2 separate regions of the Gossypium hirsutum genome follow, and region 1 is linked to region 2. A link is a contact called in public Hi-C data. All regions are on one chromosome and are shown on one strand. Each heading gives the region's core, a stretch centred on a gene start, on an enhancer-like site or on the middle of the called end of the contact. The rest is flanking DNA. Distances are from core to core; before and after follow the strand shown.

Region 1 (5,445 bases), core at 1,892-4,391, 150 kb before region 2:
TCCAAGCTTGTTACATGTGCCTCTAATTCTTTTATCTGAGCAGATGATTGATTCCCATGCATATCATGCAACTCTTTGAGTGTCAAAAGTTCCCTTTCTTTCTCAACTAGTTCCTCCTTTGACTGACTCAATTCAGCCATGAGCTGTTGTATTCTGCCCTGTGCCTGCTGAAACTCATTTGAAACCTCAGAAAGTTTCGAGTTAAGGGATTTATTCTCTTCCACGGCAGCATTAAGACTTTCGCCCAATTCCATAACTTGGTGTTCTGCAGATTCCAATCTTTGATTCACCTCAGCTTCTACCTTTGCAGCAGCGTCCAGTTTATGCCTCAGCTCTTCATTTTCAACCAAAAGTTTTGATTTTTCACTCTCTGATCTTTCAGATTCAAGCTTCAGATTTTCTATGGTTTCCTCTGCTTCTTGAACCTTGCTTAAAGAGGCTAGATAATCTGAATTCAAAGCATCTTTTTCTTCACTTGTAGCTGTCAGCTTCCTTTTCAGGTCAGCAATTTCCAGATTTGCTTCCTCAAGTTCTTGTTTAATGCCGTCAGCTATTTTCTGAAATTCGCTTTCCAATTGTCCATTTTTACTGTTTCTGTCTTTCGAAGAATAATCAGAGTCTGAATCTGAACTTGACGAGGACAAGGCATCTTTTTCTCGTTTTCCATGAACTTTTTTCCTCAGCTCCCCTGTGAGATGATCATATTGTTCATATAGACTTTGGTAGCGTTTGTGGAAATCCTCAATTAACTGGACAAGCGGTTCCTTCTTGGAGTCATTTTCTTCATCTTTGATGAGCTTCAATATTTTTGTCACCTTGTCATCAATTTCTGCAGTGAAGAGAATAAAACATAAACGGAAAATCCTGTTAAATTGAGAGCGGTAGCATTTCAGAACATCCAAAAAAAAAGACATTAAAATGTAGAACAATTACCTATTTTACTTCCTTTAAGCAGTTCATCCTTTTCTGGATCAACATGATGCCCAAAGAAGGACTTCATAGACTCCCTAAAACGATGCTTTCTCATCTTAGTTAGATTACCCAACAAATTTTGCTCAGCAAGTGTGCGTTAAGACAAGGCAAATCTCCATCTTGAGCATAAAATCTGACAAGCAGGATAAAGGTTAATGACGCTCTAAGTTTTCTCATGCCATATCCATTTACTTACACTCAGATACGAATGTTGAACACAATGTTTCAAGAAAAAACAAATAGTCAAAACAACAATTCTCAAGATTTAAACAGTAGACCCTCCTTTAATACTCAAAGAGTCTCGAGTCAGTCCGTCATATTCTATACAGCATGTTCTTTAATAAACAGGGTTAAAATTACTAAATCCCAAAGTATTGCATTGTAAACAGGGTTAATTCCGAACAATCCTGAAAGATCAACAACAAAATCCACCAATATTTTGTTTCCATGATCTCAAATCATTAATGCCTACCTTTTCTATCTTTTTCACCTACTAAGCAAGTGAACATTAAGTTTTCAATAAATGCTAATTCACAAACCTCTCCTACAAAGTTATAGAATGTAAGGTATAATGGTCCAAGAACCAGTACCATACATGGGCCGAAAATGGTTTACTACTGTTGAATTGTCCTGTCCTCATGTTTAATCGTGTGATACTTGACATATGAATTTGATAGTCGATAATTCATATAATACAAATTTCGAAATTGTCTGCTTGAATGAAATTTATATAGAATTAAGATTTGATGCAACGGTATATAATTTTATGTATTGTCAATGAATCACATATTTGCACATCATCTAAAATTTTTAAAAATAAATCCACTTATATTCATTTTTAGATGATGTGTCACTGCATCAAATATAAATCCATTATGTCTTGTTTAATTTAATTTATTTATATTGCGTAATCCTATCATGTCTATCACTATAATCGTTACTCCCTTACCACAGACAACCAATGAAATCAACTATCCTAACACATAAAAACTTCCAAGCAGAAAGAAACAATTGAAATATCAAATCCAAGCTCTTTTTGTTTTTGTTTTTGTTTGGGGTAATCAAGCTCAAAATGACAATCTAAAACCAACAAAAAAGAATTTTCTAATTTTTAAGCATGCTAATAAACAAGACTAATGATTTTAATTATATTATTACAAGAAACAAAAACGTCGTCGTCGTAACCGAATGGATATCTTATCATCAGTATCACCCATTCGTAAATTTGATAAATTGATTTGGAAAAAGAAAAGGTCAGCTGTTCTTCTTTTTTTTTTCGAAACATACGGTAATTCCCAGTCAATTTATCACTCAATTACTCAAAAACCTTTTATAGTATAATATGAAAAAGAGGAAATACTATTGCTAAAATTTAAAAAGGTAATAAACTGTAACTGTAACAAAAAAAAAAAACTCGTTAAAAAATAAACAGTATTATTCACCTGATTCTTCCTCTTCACCTTGTTCTCTCAGTCTTGCTTATGAAGCTTTGATAAGTTTCTACAGAAGCAAATAGATATTTTTTTAGTTCAAATCTAAAGAGAATGAATTTAACATTAATAATCGAATCTAAGATGATGTAAGCAAAAAGTTCAAAAAGTAGAAAAATCTGGAAGATTTTTGAAAAAGGCAAAAAGAAAAAAGTGAGGAAGAAGAAGAACTTCATTTACTTGAATTCAAATTCATGATCTCAAATCATTTTCAATTCTATTTCTTAAAAAAATCAAAACCACGTGGATTTTTGGGAATCTATATACACTAATACAAGAAAATTTTCAACGAGGAAAAGAGAATCCTAAGTTAGATTTATGTTTAAGAAAACGAATGGATGAAAGCTTAATTTATTTTACAAAAATCATGAAAAAAAACACAGATAACTAAAATTGAACTACTAAAGATCAAAGATTTCGATAAAAACTAGAGTTTATGTAATCGAAACAGAAACTACAGTGGTGAAAAATCATTTGATAATCAAAGATTACCTCTGAAGCAGAGCTATAAGGCTTGATTACGAAGAAGAACCAGAAAAAAATCTGAGAAAAGAGAGGCTGTGGGTTGTTTTTTTTTTTTTCCCTCTGAATTGAGAAAAAAAATTAGCAGTGAAAAGGAATAAATGGAGAAAATGAATTTGTTTGTATTAGATTTAGAGAGTGCACTTTCCTGAGCCAGTTTGTAGCTTTAGATTGAATCTTTGGAAATTCTTTTAATAATAATTAATTAACTTACCCTTCCATTTATTATTTATTGCAGTTATACCCTTCTATTCCCTTCAATTTCTCGTCAGAAGAAAACGCGAGATGATTTGATTCCTTTTAATCGGAAAGAAATAATTAAAATTTTCCCGTGCTTTTTGGTGTTTTCAATTTTCGCATTTATTTGAATGTCGTTGACTGATAGTTACCGCAAAAATAAGGATTTTATTAATTATATTACTTATAGTAATAATTTCTTTTGACCCAGAAGCATTTATCATAATTAATACCATAATTTATAATTTTATTAACTATTTTTAAAGAAAATTCACCAATAAAATAAGATGAATATAGAATATAATAAAAAAATTAAAAATTGAATATATAAAAAATATATTCCAATTTTGATGGCCGCAGACCATGGATAAAATAATTACCATATTTTTAATACATTATTTAAATTACATTAGTGTTTTTTCTTTTTGGTGAATAAAATAAGAAATTTTACAATAAGTTAAAAAGGAAAAGTTACCTATAACTGTTAACTATTCTTCTTGTCAAACACCACCCTAAAAATATTCAATTGACCAAATATAAAAATCGATGAATAAGAATAAAACTAGATAAGAATGTAAGAATTTTCTTCTTTTTTTTTTACAAAAATTAATGAATAAAGTAAATAGACTTATTAGATGGAAACAATGTACTGGTGACAGTTCAGACAGTGTTACTTTCCTCTAAAAAAGAATGAATTTAAACATTTGAAAAGAAGAAGAAAAAATCTTAAATTTTAAAAAGTTCATATCTTTGTCTTGATTCTAACAGTCAACTTTGAGACCAATTCCTTGAGATAATCACAGTTGGTACGATGATAATCAATCAACAAACAAAGCTGCCTTATGGCTTCCCTCTTTTCTTCTTCTCGACTCAACAATGTCGCATCTTTTTCTTTATTAATCTTCTCCAATTCTCCCACTTTTTTCTCAAGCACACTCACAGCTTTCAATAGCTTCAACTTTTGTCCTTCTTCTGAATTCGATACCTTGTCATTTTCCCTTTTCTTTTCTGCATTATCTATCAGCTTCGTCAACTCAGTTTCACAAGTAACAAGCTTTTGTTTCAGTTCTTTGTTTTCTTGCTCTAAACTTTCTTTTATGTTCTTGTAATTCTCTTTGTTTTCGTAATGTGTTTTTTCAGCAACCGCGATCCTTAAGCACAGAAGACGGATGTTATCATTGAGTTTCTGGTAGAATTCTTGTGCTAAATTCCCCATCTTTCTTTCTATGTAATTTAACTTGTTTCCTGCAGATAATTGTTTGATAAGCTTTGGGTTACGTTCCATGGTTTTCCTAGTATGTTCTTCTATTTCTTTCATCATTCTCTGTTGGTCTGCAATCTGTAACTCCACTTGGTTTTTCTCCGTCACATGATCCAACTTAACCTCTGTACTCATCTGAGTTGTTTGTTTTTCCCTTTTAGTTTGGCAGTCCTCAAGTCTCCTCTCTCTAAATAGTGCTTCCAGTCCTAGAATTCTTGAATTCAGGTGAGCATTTTCCTCTTTCAATCGATTGATTTCATGAACATTACTCCTCAATTCATCTTTGGATGTAATTTTCTGTTTGCGTAGAGCATCAACCTCCGATTCCAAGTCGATCACCTGCACCTGTAAGCCTTGGTTTTCCTCTTTCAGAGTTTTCACTTGAACCTCTAATTCCGGCTTCATTACATTTCCTCTGGCTTCACATTGTTGGGCACGTAAATAGTCCACTTCCTTTTTCAGATTGCAGACCTGTGCCATTGAATTGTTGATTCTAGATGTTAGGTTCTTTTCATTTTCTTTGAGTTGCTTCATGAGTTTAGTTACTTCATCTCCTTCCTCCCAAACCGGCACATACATTGCGGTATTTGTCTCTCCTTGCTGTTTAGTTTCAGCTGTCTTACCATCAATCCCAACTTCAGAATCTCTTTTAGGCTCATCTTTGTTGATGGTTTCTATTTCTTCTGTTTTACTTGAAGCAGACAGATGACCTGAAGCTAAAGCTTCGCTCTCTTCGGTCTTAGAGGCCAATTGGTGCTTCAAGTCAGCATCTTCTTCATATGCACGATTAAGTTCTTCCTTGATGTTATCTGCCATCCATCTATGGAATCTTCTATCATTATCAAATGTTGTGTCAGTGTCATTTTCTCTATCCGTAGGGGAGTAATATTCTGAGTCTGAGCCAGATGAATAATAGGGATGACTTTCGTTTCCTTTTCCTTTTCCTTTGAGAACTTTCTCTAC
Region 2 (6,129 bases), core at 645-3,144:
CAATATGTTCCACTCACGTGCAGCAACATGTGCCTTCGTAAAAACAACAAGAACAACGAAAAAACATAAATGACAGCCCTCTCAGACAAGGAAACACGTAGCCTAACTAGTCCGTCACCGTTACTGTGACGGAGATGTTTAATTACTCTCATTAGCAATTAATAAAAAACATAAAAATTATCTGAGAAATAAAATAAATTAAAAAACACACACGGTATTTTCAGTTCCCGCCGATACAAAACTTACCGTAAAACCGGCATTACACGAGGGGTAAAGAAGGAAAAGAACAATAAAAAAAAACACTGTCAAAAGGCTAACGGAGGATCCGACCCGAACAAATCCCCGATGTCTTGGAAATGATCATCTACATGTGGCCAGCTCGAGAAGGTACCAAACCCGAATTCGAAATCCCCACCCGAACTCAAATACCAGTAACCAAAATCATCTTTCAAAAACCCTTCGTGTAAACTTGTATGATCGTCGAACAAACTCGGCACCGAACTGAATATGTCGCCGGGGAACAAGGATGAATGTTCGGAGAAATCCGATAAGTTTTCTCCCGATATGCAGCAAGAATCGTCGGGGACGTCTCGAGGTCGGTTTCTGGTTTCGCGCGATTTTTCGAAGCTTTGAGAATCGACTTCGTCGATGGAAAGCGAAGGGCAACGGAGAACGGAAGTCGGAGAGCAAAGGTAACTGTTGTGTGATTCTTCGCCGGAGTTGTAATCGGAGCTGGATAACTGTTTTTGGCTGATGTTTTCGTCTTTCATCGGAGGAGTTGTAAAGTTGGTGAGCGCGTCCTGTCCACGTAGCTGAATAGCCGCTTTGTCGTAAACCATTGCTGCTTCTTCGGCGGTGTTATAGGTACCTAACCATAACCGCACACGTCTTAACGGATCTCTTATCTCCGCTGCCCATTTTCCCCAAGGTCGTTGCCTTACCCCTCTAAACTTCTTCCCCGCCGGTACTTTCGCCGCCGCTTTAACTTTTAACTTCTCCGCCGCCGGCTTTTTTCGAACACACCTCGACTCTGTGGGATTTGTTGACTCAATGGTAATCTCGTTGACGAACTTCTTGACTCTGTTCCTCGAACGACGTCGTATCATTCGTGTTTCTTCTTCATCGTCGCTAGAAGAATCAGTAGCATCAGCATCAGTAACTGAAATTCGTACAATTCGAGGCTTCATTTCTGGCTTATTCTCGACTCTTCCATTTACCAATGGCGAAAGGAGCTTAGTTTCATTGCGATGCTCAGTGTATTTGATTAAAGAAACTGAACAAGGATCCATTTTTTCTGGGTTTTTCTGGTTTTTTTTTTGTGGTGTTAAGTAAGAGTATGAAGTGAGATAAAAAGGAAGATCAAAAGGAAAGAGATTCCTTTGAGCTTTGAGAGTCGAGACACGAGGAGAATAAAGGGAAAGCTGAAGAACTAAAAGAAAGAAAGAAAGAACAACCACGTTAAAGAGAAGCTTGAAACGAAGAGAAATCCACCATTAATCTCTTCATCAAAAAGTTCATCAAACGACGAGAAAACCAAGAGTGAGCCAAAAAAGACGAAATTTTTGTAAGCAAAAAAGTTGCAGAGCTTAAAAAAAAAAGGGGATAGCAAACGCAAGCAAATGGCTTTTGTGGAAAAAGAGATAGAGAATAAATATCTCTCTCAGAAAAAAAAAAGAACAGTGCTGTTCACAGTCACTTAACTAAGAGCATAAATTAGCTATTTTTTGGTAACTTTGGAATCTAAGTCTTAAAAGAAATAAAGAACCCAACTTGATTTTTGAGGATACTTGGTCCAGAAAAGTAAAAAGAAAGAAGAAATGTTATGGAGAGGGACCAGAAAATTTGATAAGAAAGAAGAGTGAAGCAGAGCTGAAATATGAAAACAGAGTATTCAACTTGTCTCTATATATATTCCACTAATCAAGTTGGGTTTTTTAATTGAAGGTAACTCATTTTGATTATATAAGTTAAACAAAAGAGAATTTTTTGCAGACAATTATATAATAATCGTGGGTTCATTTGCCGTTTTGTTTGATTTTCGGGTTTGGATTATTTCTCAACTATTAGTGTTTAGACAGATATGTATGGTGTAATCCAGTTTGTTGATATTGATGAAAATTTTTGTAATTATTTCTCCCAAAGGTTAATGAAAACACTACGAATAACAACAATGACCAGTCATAATAATGGTTACGTCTTAACTTAATCATCATTAGCTATTAAATTTTGTATTCCAAACTGGCCGTTCACGTTTCAATTGTAATACCGCTTTTATTAACTTCTTCAAATTCATCTTTAATAGTCTTAGCTCAGTTAGTATTGATATTATTATTAATATAAGAGAATAAGAGTTCAAATGCGGTCAACCACTTTTATTCTCCTATTTAAAAGGATTATAAATAATTCTAAACACTTTGTATAAAAATAATTATTTCGAAATCTACTTAAAGAATAATTGTGTTCTTCAAATTGATTTTTCCAAAAATTAATTGAAAATTTGTATTGTAATGAAATTTGATGGAAGTACCTATTGAAGCCATAATTGATGTATGAAATATACGTTTCTTTGAATAGATGAAAAGGAAGTAGCATGCCTAACTACACACATTTTTTGAATTTTCAAATAAGCAATTAAGTGTTGAAGATATTTTATGCCATTTTTCAAGATAATTTTTCACTCGAGGGAAAAAAATATTATAAAACATTCAAATGTCTGAATACTAATTATCCATCAAATTTCAAACAGTATTCTTCAAGATTTTTCTCTTCTTCTTTTTTTTTTCTTCTAATTTGGCCCCTTGTTTCCTTTTATGATTGTTAGGTTTCTTTTTCGACTGTCTCTATCGATGTCAACTCTAAAGCTCTATGAATCTAATAGCTAGATTAATACCGGCGTCCTTAGGTTTTCTTCGTTTTTCATGTTAGGGTTCATGGTGGCTTTTGACACTTTGTTTAGAGCCTGACTGCGACATCCGACATGGCATTCCATACTCAAGGTGTACATGTCGAAGGTGCAATGATGTTGCCTAACCTTATGTTACTTGCTGCTCTCTCTCTCTCTCTCTCTCTCTCTCTCTCCCCTCCTATTGGTGGTAGGTGCTAGAGTTGTTCATGGGTCGGACACCTAGCTTGATCTACTCGAAAAATAAGAGGTTCTGGGTAAAAATATAAGCTCGAAAAATAGGCTAGGGCAAAAAAAAGGCCTGCTTAGAAAATGGGTCAAGCCTCAGGTAACGTTTTTTGCCCAGCCTCAGACCGAATTTACAATTAAAAACCGCCAACTGTTTTGCTGCTATTTTCCCACTTTTTGCCACCATTTCACTATTATGTTACTATTATTGTGTTGTTAATGTTTGAATATTATATAACACTAGTTTTATCGTTAATTTTACTACTATTTTAGAGACATTTGCTTGTTAAGTTGCATTTATCTTAGTGTTATTTAAGTATAAATATTTTTTTAAATTTATTTTCAATTTGTTACGAAACATTTATTTTAATATTTTTAGTGTATTTGGTGTATTATATTTTTTAATTTTTATATAAAAATTAAATTTAAAAAATTAATATAGATGGTCAAGCCCGGATTTTAGCATTTTTATTCGGACCAGACTTGGACAAAAATTTAGGCCCATTTTTTTGGACTAGCTCGGGCTAAAATTTTGTTAGGGCCCAACCTGAACCCGACCCATGTACAACTCTTGTAACATCCCGGTTCTGGCGGATACAAGGTTTGGCGCATAGCTCTAAGGTAGTATGATTGGTGGAGTAGGCTCCGTCCGAGTGCATCTTTCAGCGTATAGAGCGGGCGTGTATAGTTTTGTGGTTAAGTTAATAAAGATTCCTTGTCAAGTGGCTATGATAGTTAGAATAAGATTAGCGACCAAGTAAAATTGATACCAAGAATATGAGTTCAATTCAGGGATAGTACACCATTTAATTGTGGCATTATGGAAGTTAAGTTGCTAGGTAAGCTGGTTAGGAACAAATTGAATGTGAACCAGAATAGTTAAAAGAATACTCAATTAGGTTTCTCGGAAGTTGTAGACTTTTGATAAGACAATTCATTAATGATGTGACATTTATCAAGTTCCAATAAGAACTTATATTATAATAATAGATATTCAAATTTAGGAAAGGGGAGTTTTCTTCTTCTTTCTTCTAAGACAAGGTTATCTGAGGCTTAAGGAACCGAAGGTATTTCTCTAAGCTGAAGTTGAGATTCTGAATTTTATAAGTGATTGCTCCATGTTAAAGGAAGTTTTATGACTCTACATGTTATGCTATGGAAGAGTAGGTCTGTAAGAATGCATGAACAGTAAGATAAAGAATTAATGCTTAGTATAAGGCTTATTTGGGTTTGTGATGATGGTAAAAGTCACGAATGAGTTTTAATAGTGTTCTTCTGATTTATAAGCAGTGGTTGCTACAATTCCTTGTTGGGTTTAGAGTTCAAGTTGCTGCTCATGGTTGTCAGGTGACTCCTTAAACTAACTCCTGCATGTATATTGTTTATGCTAGATATTTTTGTAGAAATCGAATAAACTATGAAACCGACTTCAGAAAAGTATAATATGAATTTTTGCTGGGTCTTGCATGTGTAGTCTACATTGAATCTGACAAGTTAAGTATGTGATAAGTATTTTGATCATGAAGTATGATTGTATGAGCATGAATGGAATGTATGTGATAAGATATGAGTTAGTCGGGTGTTGTTAATGGATTAAAGTGTGAAGTTTTAATAGTATCAATGCATGAAGTGTCGGTCAAATAAGTCTGTGTCTGTTCACCATGGTGGAGTCTAAAGAGGTCCGTCATGACTTTAAACATGATATTTGAAAAGAAAAGTCCATGGCATTTTCTGAAAGGAACTAAAGGACGGTGATCTCCCAATTGGATTCTTTGCGTGTCTCAAGACAATGATGAGCAAACCTCACGTAATATGAGTTTAGGAAAATGGATATCATAAACATGTCAAGAAAGAAAAGCCTTTGTGGCGTAACATGAAAGAAAAGCCTTTATGGCGGAATATGAAAGGAATGACTTTGCGGCGAACTCCGTAAGGAACGCTTTCATGGCGCACTTTTAAGAATCATCCTTGTGGCGAACAATGAATCAATAGCCCATGCCACAAACTCTAACGTGACAGCCTTCGTGGCGACCGGCATACATAGCGGAGTTTGAAAGCAATGCCCTTGTGGCGTATCCTAGTAAGGCTCGTAATGTCGTAACCTAAAAGAATGATTCTTGGCAGATTTTGTATTAAATTACTTTGGCACGTTTAGCATGGCTTGTAAGCATAATCAGAAAGATCAATAAGGCACACTGTCTCTATAGGCTACGACAAAGTGCTATACAAGACCATGATTTGAATGTGAATAAAAAAGTGATGGGTAAGCTTAAAAGAAACGTATTCTGAATAAGGATTTTCTAGCTGTATATTAGAAGGAATGTACTTGTTACGTACATGTGATCAAACATAGTTTGTGGAACGATGGCTTAAAATTACGTATACAAGAGTAATGGTGATTTGGTCATATGGACCTTTGTAAAGGAAAACGAGTAAAGACTTATGAAAGATCAGATTGAAAGGGGTAAGTGGCGTATCGAAGATGTTGATGGATAAGAATTGAACTCTGAGTAAGGTATGGTGCCTGACGTGTAAATGAGAATAGAAATTGAGGGATTATTCGCTTGTGATTGAATAGAAGGTTCAAAACAATATGATCATCTGAATAAGTTACCAATTGAGATGTGCAGATAAGGCATAGGTAAATGATGTTTTCCTCACTAAGTTCTTATGAACTTATATGAGTATATGTTTTGTTACATGCGAATTGATATGAGTCTGCGCCAGGAGGGACGATGCTAGGCCTACGCCTAAGAAGTGATGTATTAGGCTATTATGCATACAGAGCAAGTTGGCGGCGTGTTCAAAGACTATAATACTCCTGAGAAATTCACTTGGGGTATTTGTAATAAATTAGGGTTTCAATTTGGATATCATTGTAGTTTAATTACATCATGTTGTATCTGTATTTACTTAATGTACTTACTTATGTATTTTAGTTTGAAATTTTTAATGAAGTTGTAATTATTTATAAATTGTATAAGTAGATTAAACTTGTG

The links. Hi-C and Micro-C count contacts between places; a contact is called where the count stands out from the background.
Region 1: a Hi-C map of leaf shows a contact between it and region 2, with 2.5 times the contacts expected there. The contact joins the promoter of LOC107950750 here to the promoter of LOC107950745 in region 2. A contact is called at or near these places in 6 of 34 Hi-C or Micro-C datasets (anther, leaf and seedling).

What each region holds. Positions count from the first base shown.
Region 1 is chrD03:33,524,894-33,530,338 of Gossypium_hirsutum_v2.1, reverse strand. LOC107950750 (COP1-interactive protein 1) reads right to left here and starts at 3,141. Exons shown (of 4, transcript XM_016885702.2): 1 at 2,955-3,141; 2 at 2,415-2,472; 3 at 934-1,105; 4 at 1-829. The coding sequence starts at 1,027. LOC107950749 (COP1-interactive protein 1) reads right to left here. Exons shown (of 3, transcript XM_016885701.2): 3 at 3,797-5,445. The coding sequence ends at 3,964.
Region 2 is chrD03:33,377,516-33,383,644 of Gossypium_hirsutum_v2.1, reverse strand. It overlaps LOC107950745 (ethylene-responsive transcription factor CRF1), which reads right to left and starts at 1,894. Exons shown (of 1, transcript XM_016885698.2): 1 at 1-1,894. The coding sequence starts at 1,289. The coding sequence ends at 306.